Regions from separate parts of the Mus musculus genome. Here region 2 is linked to region 1. The links are chromatin contacts, called in public HiChIP or PLAC-seq maps. All regions are on one chromosome and are shown on one strand. Each heading gives the region's core, a stretch centred on a gene start, on an enhancer-like site or on the middle of the called end of the contact. The rest is flanking DNA. Distances are from core to core; before and after follow the strand shown.

Region 1 (3,694 bases), core at 536-3,035:
GAAATGACACCCAATGTTAACCTCTGGTCTCCAAATGCACATGCACACATGCGCAGCCACATGGAGACACACACACACACACACACACACACATACACACACACACACACACACACACTATACAAAGCTGTTATACGGTAGAAGAAAGCCTAGAATGCACAAAACCCTGGAGTTAATCCTCTATACTAAAAAATAAACAAGAAAAATGACGAGGCATCTTACATTTGCTTTGAAGTAGTCCACAAAGGCCAACACGGGCTGAGAGACAGCTGACAGAAGTTCTGGAGGCACCAGGAGCCTAGCACTGACTTGGCTCTCAGTCCTCTGCTCAGAGTTTCTCTATATTTCTCATACTGGTTTTTTGAGACAGGACCTTATGCAATTCATTCTATGAAACCTGGATTCTGACAAATTTCAATAAACTGTTTCTCTCCTGGGACAGGTGAGGCTCAGTGGGTGAGTATGTGCTTTGTGTGTTCATGGCCCTGTGTTCCATGCCCTGCACTGGCTGCTTCAAATCCCAGCTAAACTCAGAACCTGAGAGTGACTTGAATATTCACTCAATACTCCAGGCTGGCAGGCCACCAAACCCCAGAGATGTTCCTGTCTCTGCTTCTCCAACTTTGAGATTACAGGCGTATGCTGCCGTACCTGACTTTTTTAGATGAGTCCTGGGGGAGACCAGGGAATGAATGCTTGTCCTCAGGTCCTGACCATAAAGGATTACAGAAGACACACTTGTAACAACACATTCAGGCAACAAAGACAAAGCTCAAACTCCCCTAGCAGACACAATCTAAATCTATCAGCATTTATTCAAGCAGAATTCAAATTTAACATTTTAAGAAAATATAGTTGTTAAAACTGAAATTTTGGGGGGTGGGGTGGATGGGTGTGGTTGAGAAAGGGTCTCACTATATAACTTTGCCTGGTCTGGAATTCACTATGTAGACTATAATGATGGGCTGGAGAGAGAGCTCAGTGGTTAGAAGCACTTGTTGCTCTTGCAGCAGACTCAGGTTCAACTCCCAGCTCCCACATGGTGGCTCACAGCCAACCTTAAGTCCAGTTCTAAGGGAGCCAGTGCCCTCTTCTAGTCCCTCTTTGGGCACCAGGTATGCAAGTGATGCACATATACATATACAGATAAAAGCCCATACACATAAAATAAATAAATGTGAAAAGCAAGTCCACGATGAGGCCATGCCGACTGGCACACCTGCCTTCCCAGTTTCAGCTGTTCCCTGGAATCTGTAGCCTGGCTGGCCTGGAACTCACTATGTGGGGACCAGGCTGGCCTGGAACTCACAGAGATCTGGCAGCCTTTGCTTTCCCTAGTGCAGTACCAGGCTTTGCCTTCAGGACAACAGACTTTAATACAGCTTTCAATTCATCTTCAGAATGAAAGACATTATCATAAAGGAAAACAGAGCCAAAGGCTAAGCAGGATTTTTTTCCCATCTTTCAAACATTTTAAATAATTCAAACCATAAAAAAAATGTTTTAGTTACAACCTTAGTTCCAGTGAAAGCTAAGAAATAAAGAGATTTGTGACAGGCAGAAGAGAGGATTATCTGTGGTGATGACTGCACAAAGAGGGTGTAATTTCTTCTCTGGCTTGTGACATTTGCCACCAGCGACAAGTTTTTATCAATAAAATCAGCTAAGGCTGAGCTGTGCCTGCCCTCCCATGTGACCAAACCCAACTCATCTCAGGGACTTTCCAGAGCTCTCAAAGGGTGCAGCCAGGGACTTTCCACTCTGCATGCCTACAAAGCCACATGGCACCAAGCCCATGGCCTGGCTGCAGTTCCTGGCCATCAGTCAGAGGCCCACACAGTCACTGACCTACAGTACCACAGGCCTGGAAGCAACAGAAATCTTGGGGGAATCTAAAGCCTACCACAGGCCTGGGAAGAATTATTCCACTTGCCCCAGGGGTCTCTCAAAACACCTTCAAGAGCAAACAGGTTCTATAGGCCACCATGCCCTACACCCACATTTTCCTGCATCCACCCAATACACCAAGCATGTCACTTCCCTAGGAGCCGTCTCTTTCACAGGCAGCACTAAGCATTTCATTTTAAGGATACAGTGTGGACTATGACTCTTGATCAGGTCCTGACACCATGCTTGAAAAAAATGAGTTTCTTGTTCACCCAAGTGAAGCCCAAACTGCTCAGCTAGAGACTGAAACCTAAAGTGTGACCAGTCAACAGGTCACGGGACATATAGCCAGACACAAGAGGCAGGCATAGGAAAGACAAGGCCTCACTAGCAGCCTGGGCCACCTCTGAACACATGGTCCTCCTGTCTCAGCCTTCTAAGAATAGGGATTATAGGTGTGCATCACCATGTCCAGCGGAATCAAAAACTTCTTTGAAGGTTGTTGACTAAAGCAACAAGAGGAATGAGAAACTTGGTAGACTGGAGGAGTGTCACTTAACCACGTGGCCTCTGTAATGCAGGTTTAACTCAAGATGCCTAAAGGTGACATACTAAAAAAAAAAAAAAAAAAAAAAAAAAAGCTCATGCTAATGTCCACACTACACTGGCCCCTTTCATAGACCACCTCTTCCTCTGGCCTTCTAGATGACTTTCTGTGACCAAAACAAATATACCCATTAGTTAAATAACTTCCAGAGTCAACACAATTCACAGCAAGAAAACTCTTGTGAGTGAGGCAGGGTAGTGCACATCTTTAATCCCAGAACTCAAGAGGCAGAGGCAAGTGGATCTCTGAATTCCAGGACAACAGGGCTATAGAAAGACTGACTCACACCGAGTGTGGTGATGCACGCCTTTAATCCCAGCACTCGGGAGGCAGAGGCAGGCGGATTTCTGAGTTCGAGGCCAGCCTGGTCTACAAAGTGAGCTCCAGGACAGCCAGAGCTATACAGAGAAACCCTGTCTCGAAAAACAAAACAAAAAACAAAAACAAAAAAAAAAAAGACTGACTCAAAAGAAATAGAAAACAAATAACAATAGAGAAATCCCTGGTGGGTATGATATACACCACAGACTCCCACTGAGCTTAAAAGCTGCAGCTTCCTGCAAACAATGAAAACTTTGCAGCCAAAGCAACACAAAGGTGTTACCAAGGCCAGCCTGGCGCTAGCTTCTTATGTAAGGCACTCCCGTCCTACTGTACCTCTGGGGAACTGGAGTAGGACGTGGAAAGAAGTGACAGGCTTATGGTACAGGCCTACCTGCACTATTTGGGTTTCAAAAAGGGTACTCTTTAAACAAAGAAAGAAACAAAATAAAACAAAAACAAAATTCGCTAGGTAGGCCCAGCTAGCCCTCAACTCAGCATTCTCTAGCCTCACCTTCCCAAGTGCTGGGGTCACAGGCATACTCAGAGAAAAAAAGGTCCTTCTTTTCCTTTCTTTTCTGTTTTTTTGAGACAGGGTTTCTCTATGAAGTGATGGCTGTCATGGAACGTTCTCTGTAGACCAGGCTAGCCTCAAATTCAGAGATCTACCTGCCTCTGCCTCCCGAGTACTGGCATTAAAGGAGTGTGCCACCATGGCCAGCTCTGAGGAGGAACTTTTTTCACATACATTAGCCAGGCCAGTTCTAGCAAAACTAGAACACGGCTTCTATGAGAAATGTTTTGTAGGGGTTGAAGAGATGACTCAAAAGCATGGGAGCTGGAGAGATGGCTCAGCGGTTAAGAGTACCATCTGCTCTT
Region 2 (3,694 bases), core at 302-2,801, 960 kb after region 1:
AGGGTTCTTAGTGAGGGACCCAGAATTGGGAAGCCCCTGCCACTGACTGCAAGGGAAACCTCAAAACTCTCAGCTTCACCAAACCCCTCAAGACCCTCCTAGCGGCTGGTCACCTGCCACCACCCCAGTGGCTATCGTTTCCAGTTGGTGGCACTGAAGATGTGCTGATGAAGCCTATGTCCAGCTACCCACTGGGGCAGAGCCACACTGGCTGCTGGGCAGACAAAGTGACACAGATCTTGGCTGCATTCTTCCAGGGCCCCCTAGGAAACCCGCTTTCAGTGAATTCTTTGAATGACTTGCTGAAGTGCAGACTGCAGCTTTGGTGGGGGACCCCAGAGGTCACCCCACTCCTCAAAACTCAGCAGCCCCCACTTCAACCAAATGTCTTCCAACAAGGAAGAAGTCCCCTGCTTGGGAGGTCCCCATACTGCAGCAGATAGGAAGGCCCCATCCCAATAATGGTCACAAATTGTCTCACAGTGTACTGGCCATCCATGAGAATCTTCTGTTCTGCCTTAGGACACAGGAAAAATGAGAAGGAGAGCCAGTTGAATGTACCCTGCTCTAGAAGGGGTCCAGGGAAGAGGAGGTACTCTGGGGAGGGAGCTGTATAGGACCCAGGGTGTCCCAGGCCAGTGGGTCTAGGACAAGCTCAAAGCTTGCAGGTCCTGGCCCCTCTGCCCCGTGGACACTGATGTCCCACGCTTGGCCTCTTTTCAAGTATCACTTCACTGGCATCCTGGTGCCCTCTCCAGTCCTTAGCTGAGACTGAGCACAATGAAAAGGACACGCCCCATCAGGTCTGAGCTGCCCAAGTCAGTCGGGCACCTTCTGCAGCCTCATGGTAACACACATGGCTCTCAAAGTGAGACCCCCCCCCCCAAAGACAAATGAAGCCCATATACCAGCAGTAAGGCCAGCCAGCACCTTTAGCTACAGTGGCCCCATGGGATCCTCCATTCACCCCAAGGATATGGGTCCTGTCGTAGGAAGAGGAAGTGTGAGACTAGTTGCAGCCCCAGCTCTGGAGGAAGGAAGTATCCTTTATCTGAGCTTTGACTAGGCACAGCCTACTGGAACAGGGGGTTAGAGGGGAAACAAGCCTGGCTCAGAGGCCAGGCATGAGTATACTGTGAGGAAGGGGGATCCTGCCTTCACTGTGGCTTCTTAGAAACCTGGGGCTACCCACCTGCCCCCACACCTGTTCCAGTCCATCTCACCAGACCAGTAGGCCAGACTCTGAGCCATGAAGTTAGGATGCAGTCACGGCCTGACCTGTCACAACACTGTTCCACAAATCAGTGCCCCACCTGGTTTCCACTATCGGGCCCTGAGACAGAGCTGAGGTCATCCTCGTCTGACCCTCAGAGGAGGAAGGAAGGAAGGAAAGCCCCACCTCGAAGGATCAACCTCTAGAAGCCATGAGCAAGCAGAGCCGAGAAGAACCAGAGGGCCAGGCACAAAGGCAGCATCTGCCCCTACGCCAGCCACCAGGCACATACACTGGAAGCCCCATTCCCCCCAACCCCCCAACCTCTCATTTCCAGTAACTGTGCTGTTTCCGCTCACTCAGAACTGAAACAGAGAGGAAATGGTGGGAGGCGGAGCTGCTGCCACTCAGACCTGAGCAATCTTTCCAGCCTTTACCACCCACATTCCTCCCCATGCAGAGCAATAGCCCTGGGAGCCTGGAGAGAGCAAGTCAGATCCCAGTGTGAGCTGCTTCCTCCCCGGGTCTCTCTGGGATCTGGTCTACAGTAGGGGATGCTGTGCACCAAGAACTCCATCTGCAAATCTACTTTTAAAGTAAGGACACTGGCACACTGGCTCCGCTGGTAAAATGACTGCTGAGCAAGCTAGAGGACCTAGAGTCAGTCCTCAGCACCCACGTGAGCCAGGAATGGCAGCACACACATTTGTCATCGTAGTGCCGGAGGTGGACATAGGAGGACCCTTGGAACTCGCTAGCCAGCCACTCTAGCTGAAGCAGTGAGTGCCAGGTTCTGTGAGCCACCCTGTTATAAAATATAAGATGGGGTGCAAAAGAAGACACCCAGTGTTGACCTTTGGCCTCCACACACACCCCAGTATACAAGTATACAGACATGAACACACCTACACAAACACACACAAAATATTGACTCAATAGGCAAAGTAGCTGCTGTGTAAGTACAAGGACCTGAGTTCAAACCTCTGGAAGGAACCCAGGTAAAACTCTGACATGTTGGCATGTAGCCCAGCCTTCCAGAAGAGAAGACAGGAGAAGGATCTCTGAAGCCCAATGGCTGGCTGGCTAGCTGAATTGGCAGCTTGAGGGTCAGTGAGAGACTCTACCACAAAAGATGAAGGTGGAGCATGTGGAGGAAAGCCACTGTCAACCTTGCTTCCTCCCCTTCCCACGCACCTTCCATGCATGTACACACACACACACACACACACACACACACACACACACACACACACACTTCTAGGCCGTGGGAAAACCTGCTTCAGGGAGCAGGCTGCCGCCCAGCTTTCTTCCTGAACTTGATTAAACACAGATGTTTCTCTAGGAAAGTCAGTGGCTTCCATGCAGCCTGCGGCTCCCCGGCCTCCCTGTGGCTGTGGCTGGGCTGTGATTCATACGGGGTGACCCACATGTGGTGTTAAGGCAACAGGGTGACCCAGAGCCAAGCTATGGCCTCGGTGCCTGGGTATCATCTTAAGAGAAGGACAGTCCTTTGTCCTCCAGCTCAGGTCTAAGAACTCTCAAGAAGTGGGTAGACATAGCCACTTTTCAAAATCCTCAACTGACGGCACAGAGCAAATTGCTCACACAAGACTGACAGTCCATGTGGCAGGACCTGCCTCCCCAGGCCTGTGCTGGAGCTTGGGTCAGGCTGGCCTCTGGCACTACCTGTGGGAGAATTTGTTCAGCAAATTAGCAGCATCAACAGATGACAGGGGGCTCGTTTACCTAGTTCAGAATGGTAGGTCTCCAAGCATGTCAGTTGCATAGGGACACCAAGCCAGGTGATAGGATAAACCAACACAAGCCCAATGACAACTCCTCTTATCTGCCTGTTAGAGCAAGGCTGGAACCAGCATTTGGCCGTATTCCATAACTGGAGACAGTCATTCCTCCCCGTGCCTCAGCATTGGACATAACTCACCAGGTGAGTACCAATCAAAGAAACTAAAGGGGGAGGGGCGGGCAGGAGGAGGAGAATTAGTCTGGCTAATTCACTCTGGAGTGTAAATGACAGGAGCACAGGGTAAAGTTGGGAGGCCTTCTACCCAGAGCACTTCAGTCCAGGGTAGTGCACAGTCTACGGACTGGAAAGATGACTCAGTGGTTAAGAGCTCTTCCAGAGGACCCAGGTTCAATTCCCAGCACCCACATGGCGGTTCACCACTGTCTGTAACTCCAGCTCCAGAAAACCCAACACCCTCACACAGACACACACATGCAGACAACATCGATCCTCACAAAACGAAAAAGAGAGCAATAATCAAGGAAATAAAAGGCCTGGGCTAGAGGTGAGGTCCCTGGAAAAGGGGCTAGCCCTAGAATCTTGTAGATCTCAGGAACACTGAGAAAGCAGCCCCTTCAGACCAAGTCCATCCAGCCATCCCTACCTCTTCCGCTAGGGACACCTGTGCTGGCTAGGGAGACAGTTCTGCAAGAGACAGTACATCCCTCTGAGCATCA

Evidence for each region. HiChIP or PLAC-seq counts read pairs in DNA pulled down with a chosen protein or histone mark.
Region 2: a FOXA1 HiChIP or PLAC-seq map of pancreatic cancer cells shows a contact between it and region 1. The contact joins two enhancer-like sites. A contact is called at or near these places in 2 of 115 datasets of contacts at active chromatin or transcription factors (pancreatic cancer cells and thymic regulatory T cells).

What each region holds. Positions count from the first base shown.
Region 1 is chr2:25,532,621-25,536,314 of GRCm38.p6, forward strand. All of the region lies in intron 4 of Traf2 (TNF receptor-associated factor 2), which reads right to left. Among named protein-coding and RNA genes, the nearest start is that of Traf2, 12 kb to the right of the region's middle. Within about 2 kb of position 1,786, at least 187 of the 459 cell types and tissues checked have an H3K27ac peak or open chromatin away from gene starts, as enhancers often do. A contact at or near this core is called in pancreatic cancer cells and thymic regulatory T cells, where this site is marked.
Region 2 is chr2:26,492,065-26,495,758 of GRCm38.p6, forward strand. All of the region lies in intron 2 of Notch1 (notch 1), which reads right to left. Among named protein-coding and RNA genes, the nearest start is that of Notch1, 9.9 kb to the right of the region's middle. Within about 2 kb of position 1,552, at least 229 of the 459 cell types and tissues checked have an H3K27ac peak or open chromatin away from gene starts, as enhancers often do. A contact at or near this core is called in pancreatic cancer cells and thymic regulatory T cells, where this site is marked.